Regions from separate parts of the Zea mays genome. Here region 1 is linked to region 2. Evidence: chromatin contacts called from public Hi-C data. All regions are on one chromosome and are shown on one strand. Each heading gives the region's core, a stretch centred on a gene start, on an enhancer-like site or on the middle of the called end of the contact. The rest is flanking DNA. Distances are from core to core; before and after follow the strand shown.

What was found. Hi-C and Micro-C count contacts between places; a contact is called where the count stands out from the background.
Region 1: a Hi-C map of leaf shows a contact between it and region 2, with 10 times the contacts expected there. The contact joins the promoter of LOC100281107 here to the enhancer-like site in region 2. A contact is called at or near these places in 4 of 25 Hi-C or Micro-C datasets (ear, leaf and an unstated tissue).

What each region holds. Positions count from the first base shown.
Region 1 is chr10:107,878,764-107,883,168 of Zm-B73-REFERENCE-NAM-5.0, forward strand. It overlaps LOC100281107, which reads right to left and starts at 2,726. Exons shown (of 4, transcript NM_001371991.1): 1 at 2,605-2,726; 2 at 2,300-2,489; 3 at 1,764-2,201; 4 at 308-684. The coding sequence starts at 2,657. The coding sequence ends at 577.
Region 2 is chr10:107,788,120-107,791,930 of Zm-B73-REFERENCE-NAM-5.0, forward strand. No RefSeq gene overlaps it. Among protein-coding and RNA genes, the nearest start is that of LOC109943022, 52 kb to the right of the region's middle. Within about 2 kb of position 1,897, at least 8 of the 20 cell types and tissues checked have an H3K27ac peak or open chromatin away from gene starts, as enhancers often do. A contact at or near this core is called in ear and leaf, where this site is marked.

The DNA.
Region 1 (4,405 bases), core at 1,476-3,975, 91 kb after region 2:
CCTCTGGTTTGGTTGAAACCGAACATTCCCTAAAGAAGGAAGAGAAAATCAGGCTTCTCTTTAAGGGCTAGTTTAAAAAACTTAAATCTCCTACAGGAATCCCGGGGAATAAGGGGAAAATTAGCTCATATTCCACGCAATCAGTGGATATTCCGGAATCCGAATGGGTTTTAAGTTTTCAAACTAACCTTAAGCAAAAAAATTGCAACACCAAGCAATCATTTTCTAAAAAGTGTTACTTACTTATGGCTTAAGTTTTCAGACACGCACATTATATTATCATAGCATATTTGATAGCTCTTCATTCGAAAGACAAGTCCCCTTGTTATTTTCTTTAGCATATACATGTTATAGTACACAAATACATGTCACTCTCGTGGTGATGTATGACACGAAGTCCAAACATTGCTTGGTACACTAGCTGCATCTTAGAGGAAACAACCATCATCTCTTAGGGGTGATGTTGAAAAAAAACACAACAAGCACATTGTAGCAAAACACGACATACTCCTTTCTGGTTAATTGTGGACTGAGTTGTTGACCTAGTAGACGTCCGAAAAGCATTGCTCAACATAGTTAGGTCTCGTAATAGCTCATCGAGCTGTGGGGGCTTCCGGGGGCGTCGAGCAACGTGAGAGCAGCCTCAATCATGTTCTTCACTTGGATGTGGTCGATTTTATCTACCTGAATATACAGACAGTGCATTGAGAGTAAGCGTCCATACCGTATTCAAGATGATGTTTCTGTCTAACCATAGTGAGTTTTAATTTGTTGCTTTTTTTTGTTACGTCGAAAAAATGAAACTACAAAACCCATTGAGGATAACTTGGGGTTTTGAGTTCCCTATGATGCTTGTTTGTTTGAGTTTATAATTGCTTAGATTATGTAGTTTATAACTTATTTTTAACTTACGCTTAGAGTTTGTTTGTTCAGGATTCTAATATGTCCAGATTATATAATATAACTTATTTTGAATTAAGTGCTAGATTAAAATAAGTTAGATTATATAACCTATAGAGATTATATAATCTCAAACAAACCGACACTTAGCTCAAAATAAGGGCTAGTTTGGCAACCCCATTTTCCCAAAATTTTTAATTTTTCCAAGAAAAATTAGTTTATTTTTACTTAGAAAAATAGAAATCCTTTAAAAAAATAGAGTTACCAAACTAGCCCTAAGTTAAATTATGATCTTAAACAAACAGCCGCTAAGTCCATTTCTTACAAATGTCCTCCCCCACGCGCTTAATCTGTTTCATTTTCATCAAGTCTGAATCACCAAAAAAAGGCAAAAAGTGGTTGCTAGTACTACTACAGTACGCCATGTGCGTTTGACGCCGAGGGGAGAGATGGCGCACGTGATGGGATCCCACCCAGCGTGTGATTGTCATGGCATGATACGAGCCGGGTGGGGAGAGATCCTCAGCCCCCAGCTTCTTCTCTCTTTCCCAATCCTGCATCTGAAGCACGTGCGAGCTATGTATGCCATGTGAATGTGGGGATCCGATCGACTGATCGAGCACGTGACTATCCAGATTTCCATTTCCACACTGAAAACCGGAAACGAAAAGGCGTAGTGAACAGTGGGTGTTGCCGTGGTAAAAGTCAGCGTCAGTGTCAACACGTATTCGGCCGGCCCGTGACATCAGCACGACGCCCATGTCATGTCAGTCATATCCATCGTCAAGGATGAAAAAAGGAGAAAAAAAAACAGAGTATCCCGATCCCATGTGATGCCAAATGCCATGCCACCGGCGACGTACCTCGACGAAGACGGTGTGCACGTGGCAGCCGGCGACGGAGGTGACGTTGGCAGTGATGACACGGAGCCGGAGGTCCTCGATGGCGCGGCACACCCTGGCCATGGCGTCGCGTCGCTTGCGGCACGTCACGCTGACCACCAGCACGTGGTCGCCCACCTCCGACACGCGCAGCTCCAGCACCTCGACGTGCGGCGGCGGGGGCGGAGGCGGAGCAGACTGCGCGCCGCTGGCGACGGACTGCGCGCGCTTCATCTTCTTCGCGCGCTCGGCTTCCCGTCGCAGCAGGCCCCCGTCGACGTCGCAGCACTCCACCTGCGCGGTGGCGGCGGCGGCGGTGTCGTCGTCGAGCACGCGCAGCTCCTGCAGCACCCGCCGCTCCTCCACCTGCAGCTGCTGGATGTACTCGATGGCGTCCTTGATGATCGACGCCTTGTCCATCTGCATGCATGCAATATAATATAATGCCGAGAGCACGGACGACGACGGGACAGACGACCGTCGGTCGGTCGCAGCGTGAGTGCGTGACCGCCGCTTGCCTTGGTGATGTTCGGCACGACGCTGCGGAGCGCGTAGAGCTTGTCGTTGAGCTTGCGGCGGCGGTCGCGCTCCATCAGGATGTTCTTGTTGCCGCACGCCGCCGCCGACGACGACGAGTGGGAGATGGAGCCGTCCGGCGAGCTGGAGTCGTAGCAAGACATGGCGTCCTCCTGCGCCTCCAAGTAGATGCTGCAACCACCACCGACGGAGGAATGGATAGATGAATGAATGCTCGGTCGGCGCGCGCATTGTATCGGCGGCGCGCGGACTTGGTGGTTCGTTCGTTCGTAGTTCGTACTCGTACCTGAGCTCCTCGTACTCCAGGTAGCGCTGCGTCTCCTCCCAGTACTTGTCCATCTCCGGCCGACAGCTCTTCCTCGCCTCCAATGCTGCGCTCTGTTTTTTTTTTTTTGTCCTTGAGTGAGCTTGCCTGCTTGCTCGTCTCTCTCGAGCCTCTTTATAGGCTCCGACCCTTGACGCTGACGTGTGGGGCCTTGTACAGCAATGTCGGAGCGGACGCGTGAGCTCCGCTTTTCCTCCCGGTCTCCCCGTCCGCGTAACGACCCCAACAGGGAAGGAAAGAAACAAAAAAACGTGAGGGAAGGACGGAAAGGGATCCCGTGGTGGGGCCGGCCTGGCAGCCCAACCGCACGAAGGTAAAAAGCCCACTCCACTCAACACTCCCAGTAGTGAGGACAACGTGCGCGATTTTTAATTATTTATTTCAGGTACTAGTATTTTTTTCCCTGCACGTGAGCTTATCTGCTTTTTCGATCGCTTCAAGTGGCGGCAAATTGATGATGTGACGTGTGATGTTATCGTCTTGACCTCTTGTGTATCCATTGTTAAGTAACCCTAGTTAGGGTTATATGGGCAAATACCTGCTTTGCCCTTGAGGGGTCTCACATCTCTATATAAGGAACCTGTACAACCCTTCATATTACAGAGAAGAGAAAGAGGCCAGAGGCCCAACCCTACATCGTGTCTCGTGTGTTTTCTCTGTCATGCTTATGGGAAGGGAGACGAGTACTCTACAACTTCTTGCGCCTCTACTGCTGACGGGAGGGAAGGGAGCGGATCTGGTGATCCGTGGTAACGTAGTTCTCAACACGTTATCAGCACGCTCTATCTCGACGTTGCTGCGAGATCAGATCTGCATCAACTCTCCGTCAAGCCGGCAGGTCATCGGCCTAGCCGAACTGTCCTACGCGACAGGCTTCGATTCTCCGTTTACACAGTCGAACGGTATGATTTTATTTTATCTACTGTTCGTGGGGATCTCGCTTAGCCAAACGCTCGTCTCCCCGCTCTCCTGCTTGTCCCGGTGGGGATCTCGTCGCTGCCCCACCATCTCATGTAAGGCTCGACTCAGACTCCCCGCACTTGTAGAGGCCGTGCCTGTGCGCACGTGCCAGTGCCAGCCACGCGCTGAGAGCCACGCCAGCGCCGGGACCGCCGCGCGCCCGTAGCCGCTCTACACTCCGGAGACCGGAGGTCGTTCCCACGCGCTGAGCGCTGACAGCCGCTCTGCACGCCGGAGGTCGTGCCCTCGCGCCGCCACGTCTGAGGTCGTGCGAACGCCATTAGCCGCGCGCTACTTCACATGACTTGTTGACTGTGCTAGTGGTTATTGGCGTCCGCGGAGCGCGGAGTCCGCTTCTTGCGGATGGGATAACAGACAAGAGCGACTGCGTTTGCATGAGTTTGCATGAGTACGGTTAGCGTTTGCATGAGTTAGATAAAGATAAGAAAAAAGTTAAAAACGAAAAAGAAAAATGAGTAGCAGTTGGCGTTTGCATGTGTAGCAGTTTAGCACTCGTACCTGCTGGCATGCACATCGCTTCCGTACAAAGCGTTGTATTTATGAGTGGGTCCCAGGAGCTGTGGACGGAGTCATGTGCATGGCTACATGTAATCTCATTCCTTTGGCTAGTTAAATGCTATTTTGTGTAGCTAAAAGAAAAAAAATAGCAACCAATGAGCGGTTAATATCTCATTGAAGTGACGAATTACGCATGTTTTTTTATCTTTATTAATTATGACTGTCGCAAATAATTGGTTAAAAATACATACTTAAAAATGGATAAATGTCTTTTATATATGAT
Region 2 (3,811 bases), core at 647-3,146:
CTCATGCTAGTGGAACTTTGTAAAGGCCTCGTAGTGTCCTTATGCCACCACACCTCAGTAGTGTGGTATTGTGCTGGCCGGCACAGGCGTGGTTGGATGCAAAGTTCTCTTAACTTTTACGCGACTTGTGGATAAAGATGTGCCACCTCTGTAGAACGTAAAACTGATATATCAGACGTGTTCACAGTCATGAGCGGCTCGAACCCTCACATGAATAATTTATGAAATTAAATTTAATCTGTCATTTACATGGCATTGTGGGATTCATTATTAATCATAATCAATTACTTAATTGGGTTGGTATATACTTATTAAATGCTAATAAAATTTTGACCAACTTAATAAAAACAATGCTCAGCCTTAATCATTCTCCTTGATAAGTCTTACACTACACTTTTACCCACACTTGCTGAGCGATGAACGTATGTGAGCTCACTCTTGCTAAACTCACACCAGGTCAAGAACAAGTGCCGCAAAATGAGGAGCGAAGGATGTTACGATGAGTTCGGAGAGGTTTAGACTGTCGCCTCTCAGTCAACTATGGTTATAGGGATCATTGTCGTTACATGATGTATTTATTTAGTTATTTTGTATAGAACCCATATATGCAATAAAGATGTGACATTGATTTTTGTACTATGAGTCATCATATGTGTGAAACTTGATCCTAGCACACATTTGAGATGCGGTCTGATTTGCCCTTAAATCTGGGTGTGACAACAACTTTCATTTCTAGAGATTTTCAAGTTTTGTAGTGAAATCTGGAGTAATTTGCAAAATTCAGATTTGGTCAGTTTTGGATTTCTGAAAAACTTTGACAATGAGCCAACTTTGAGCCCTTGTAACTCTCAATCCATAAGCCCTTGGAAGTTTGTTCACTATAGCAAGATGGTAGAGCTACAGTAGGAGTGTAAGTCTTATTAAAGGTCATGCCCTTTAAATTGCTTGGAACTGGGTGAAAACGGTGTCCAAATATGTGATGTCGACTTTGGATTTCAGACTTAGTGCAGTCAACTGAATCTGAATTCTAGTGCTTTCGATGCAACTTTGGAGCACTATAACTTTTAATCCATGGGCCCTCAGTTGACGGTAGCTGAAGCAGTCTTGTAGTGCTGTAGTAGGAGAGTAACTTTGGTTAAGCATTGTAACTCAAAAACCATTTGGAACTTGGAGAAAAATGTGTGCTAAATTGTGCTGTCAGACTAGTTTTCTGAGTTTGGTTCAGTAAGCTGAAATGCAGTTTCAGTTTTCTTCTTGCCCAACTTTGGAGCTCTGTGGTACCTAATCCGTGGAGAATTGGGTTAAGGATTTTATAGCAAAATGAAAGCCATAAAATTGTGAATAGCTTCTCTTAAGTAAGTGGGGCTTGGTGCTGTACAAAGTTTGGAGTAAACTGTCCCAAAACATTCACTGTCAGGTCCTTGGTTTCAGTCATCTAAAGAAGAAGAATTCAGTGAGGTTTCAGATTCAGAGAACTGAACCTTGTTCAACTTGGGGCCTGTAACTTTTGATCCTTGGCTCCTGGACCTTGAGTTGCTGCAGTATAATAGTAGAGCTATATTTGGTGAACAGCTTCTGTTAAGATAAGTAAGTGTAGTGCTATATGAAATCGGGATTAAATTGTGCTCAAAGTCACCCTGACAGTCGGGGAGGGTGTCTGCACATTCAGTTCAGCTAACTGAATTTGATTCAGTTCACGCAGGTGCAATGCACCTCGCCGCCGGTGTGATGTGGGCCGTGGGCGCTGTGATTCGGGCTGGGACTGTAAAATGAGTGTAAAACACATCTCCTCGCCGGGATATTTACTCGGGTTCGGATAAACTTGTCGCCGGTGGAGCTTGCCATGCACCAGCCTGCTTCTGCCGATCCTACTGCTCCTCGCCGGTGTGCGCGAGGTGGGCTGTCGGTCGGAGCCGGCTTCCAGGTGTTGTGGGCCGGGTTCCTTGCTTTGGGCCCAGAACTGTTCCTTGTTTTAGAAATCGTGGAAAAATCTTTTAGAAATCTGTTAGAAATTGTAGAAAAATGCCAAAAATACGAATTTTTTTGTTATGTTCATAACCTTATATGTTCTCTGTTAAAGTTAGTTTTAAGTTTTTTCAGCAGTTAGAAATCCTTAGTAATTAAAAAGGTGTCTCTTTCGAACTTATATGAATTTTAAAAATAAACTCTGAGCTCCAAAAATTATGAAATTGTTTGGGTAGGCTTTGCATGTCCATTTTAGTCTCAGGGTAAATTTTGAACCTGTTTGGAATTGGTTTGGCTAAAAACCTAAAGGTAGCCAAAAATGAAAGAGTTAATCGCTAAACTTAGTATTAGTGTATGTTTAAAAGGAGTTAGACAATGTTGTTTGTCGGTATAAAGGGTTTTGTAAGTTCAAACATGCTTAGCTCTCTGATATTTCTAAGTAGATTCAGTTTTATGTTACCTTCATCAAGTTTTATGTTATGTAGAAATATATATATGTGTGTCTTATGCTTCAAATAGTTATGCTTATGTTCCTCCCACCTCTCTATTAAGACAGTTTGCATCTCATATCATTACATAAGCATTCATATATCTACAATTGACTTGTAGAACACCTAGACGAAGTTGAAGTTGAAGTGGAAGAGAAATCAACTGCTCAATCTGAAGTTCTTTCTGAGCGTCCTCCTGAAGGTGCTCTAGTGGGCTACGTAGCTAACTATGATATTCTTGTAGAAGAGTCTAACTCTCCTCCTCATCAAGGCAAGCCTCGGTGCCTTTGCCCCTTTCTTATTTTTTTAAAAATTTTATCACCTTATATGATGCATTAGATGATAGGAGTTGTGTGGTGAAACATTTGATGCATTTCTTCCCTTGTAATATTGATTACCATTACTTGATACCTATTTTATAAAGAGAACTAATAATGCTTAGCCCTGCTTAGAAAACTAAAACTTGCAATAATGAAGGCATCACTCACAGTGATGAATTCATTATTCAAGTAGGGTGCCTCTATCAGGTACTAGGTTTTGGAGTATAAGTTTAAAATTTGAGACCACACGTTGAGCCGGATAGGTCGCCCATCTGTGTCGTTTAAGCACCGCTCCGATTGTTGGCCTATTGATCTAGGACCTTTTAGCTCGTCATGGGTGAGCTTTGCCTTGACCGGACCAATACCAGAACAGCTCGCCTGCAATGAGCGTGGGAGATGGCGAGAGTAACGTGTACCCACTTGGCAAGAGGCTAGATGGTGGGGTATCGTATTCTCGGGTGGAGGGAACCCGTTCTGGTCTTGAGAAACCCGAGTGCGGGTTGACATATGCAAGGGTTAAGTGCTACATATATCGTGTGGTTGGAAATTCCTAGTTGGGTATTAATTGATTCAGATCGTCGTTACTTCTTGGATATGAAGGCTAGATCTTCGACCTTCATCATAGGTAACATGTGAAATATGAATTTGGTAAAAGAAAGATAGATTAACATAAGTGATTAATCTAGATTAGGTAAATCAAGATTAAGAAAATAACTTACGGGCAAATTAGAACATAGCTTAAGGATCCACTGTTAGTAAGCTTTTCTGTAAAAAGAGTCTTTGAAACTTGATAAGCTATAACTTGAATCATTTTAACCAGCATACCCTTAAGAGTCTTTTCTCTAGTCAAGTAAGTCTTGCTGAGTTATTGCCTACTCAGGGTTTTATTCCATATGTTGTTGCAAGAGATGTGCTAGACATGTTTTACTTTTGTTAGGCTCACCCATGGAGATCTTTTGGTTATGTTTAGCTCTTGTGTGCGCTTTGGGGAAGTTATGACCTTCCCATATAATGTAATAAGTTAGCACTTTTATACTA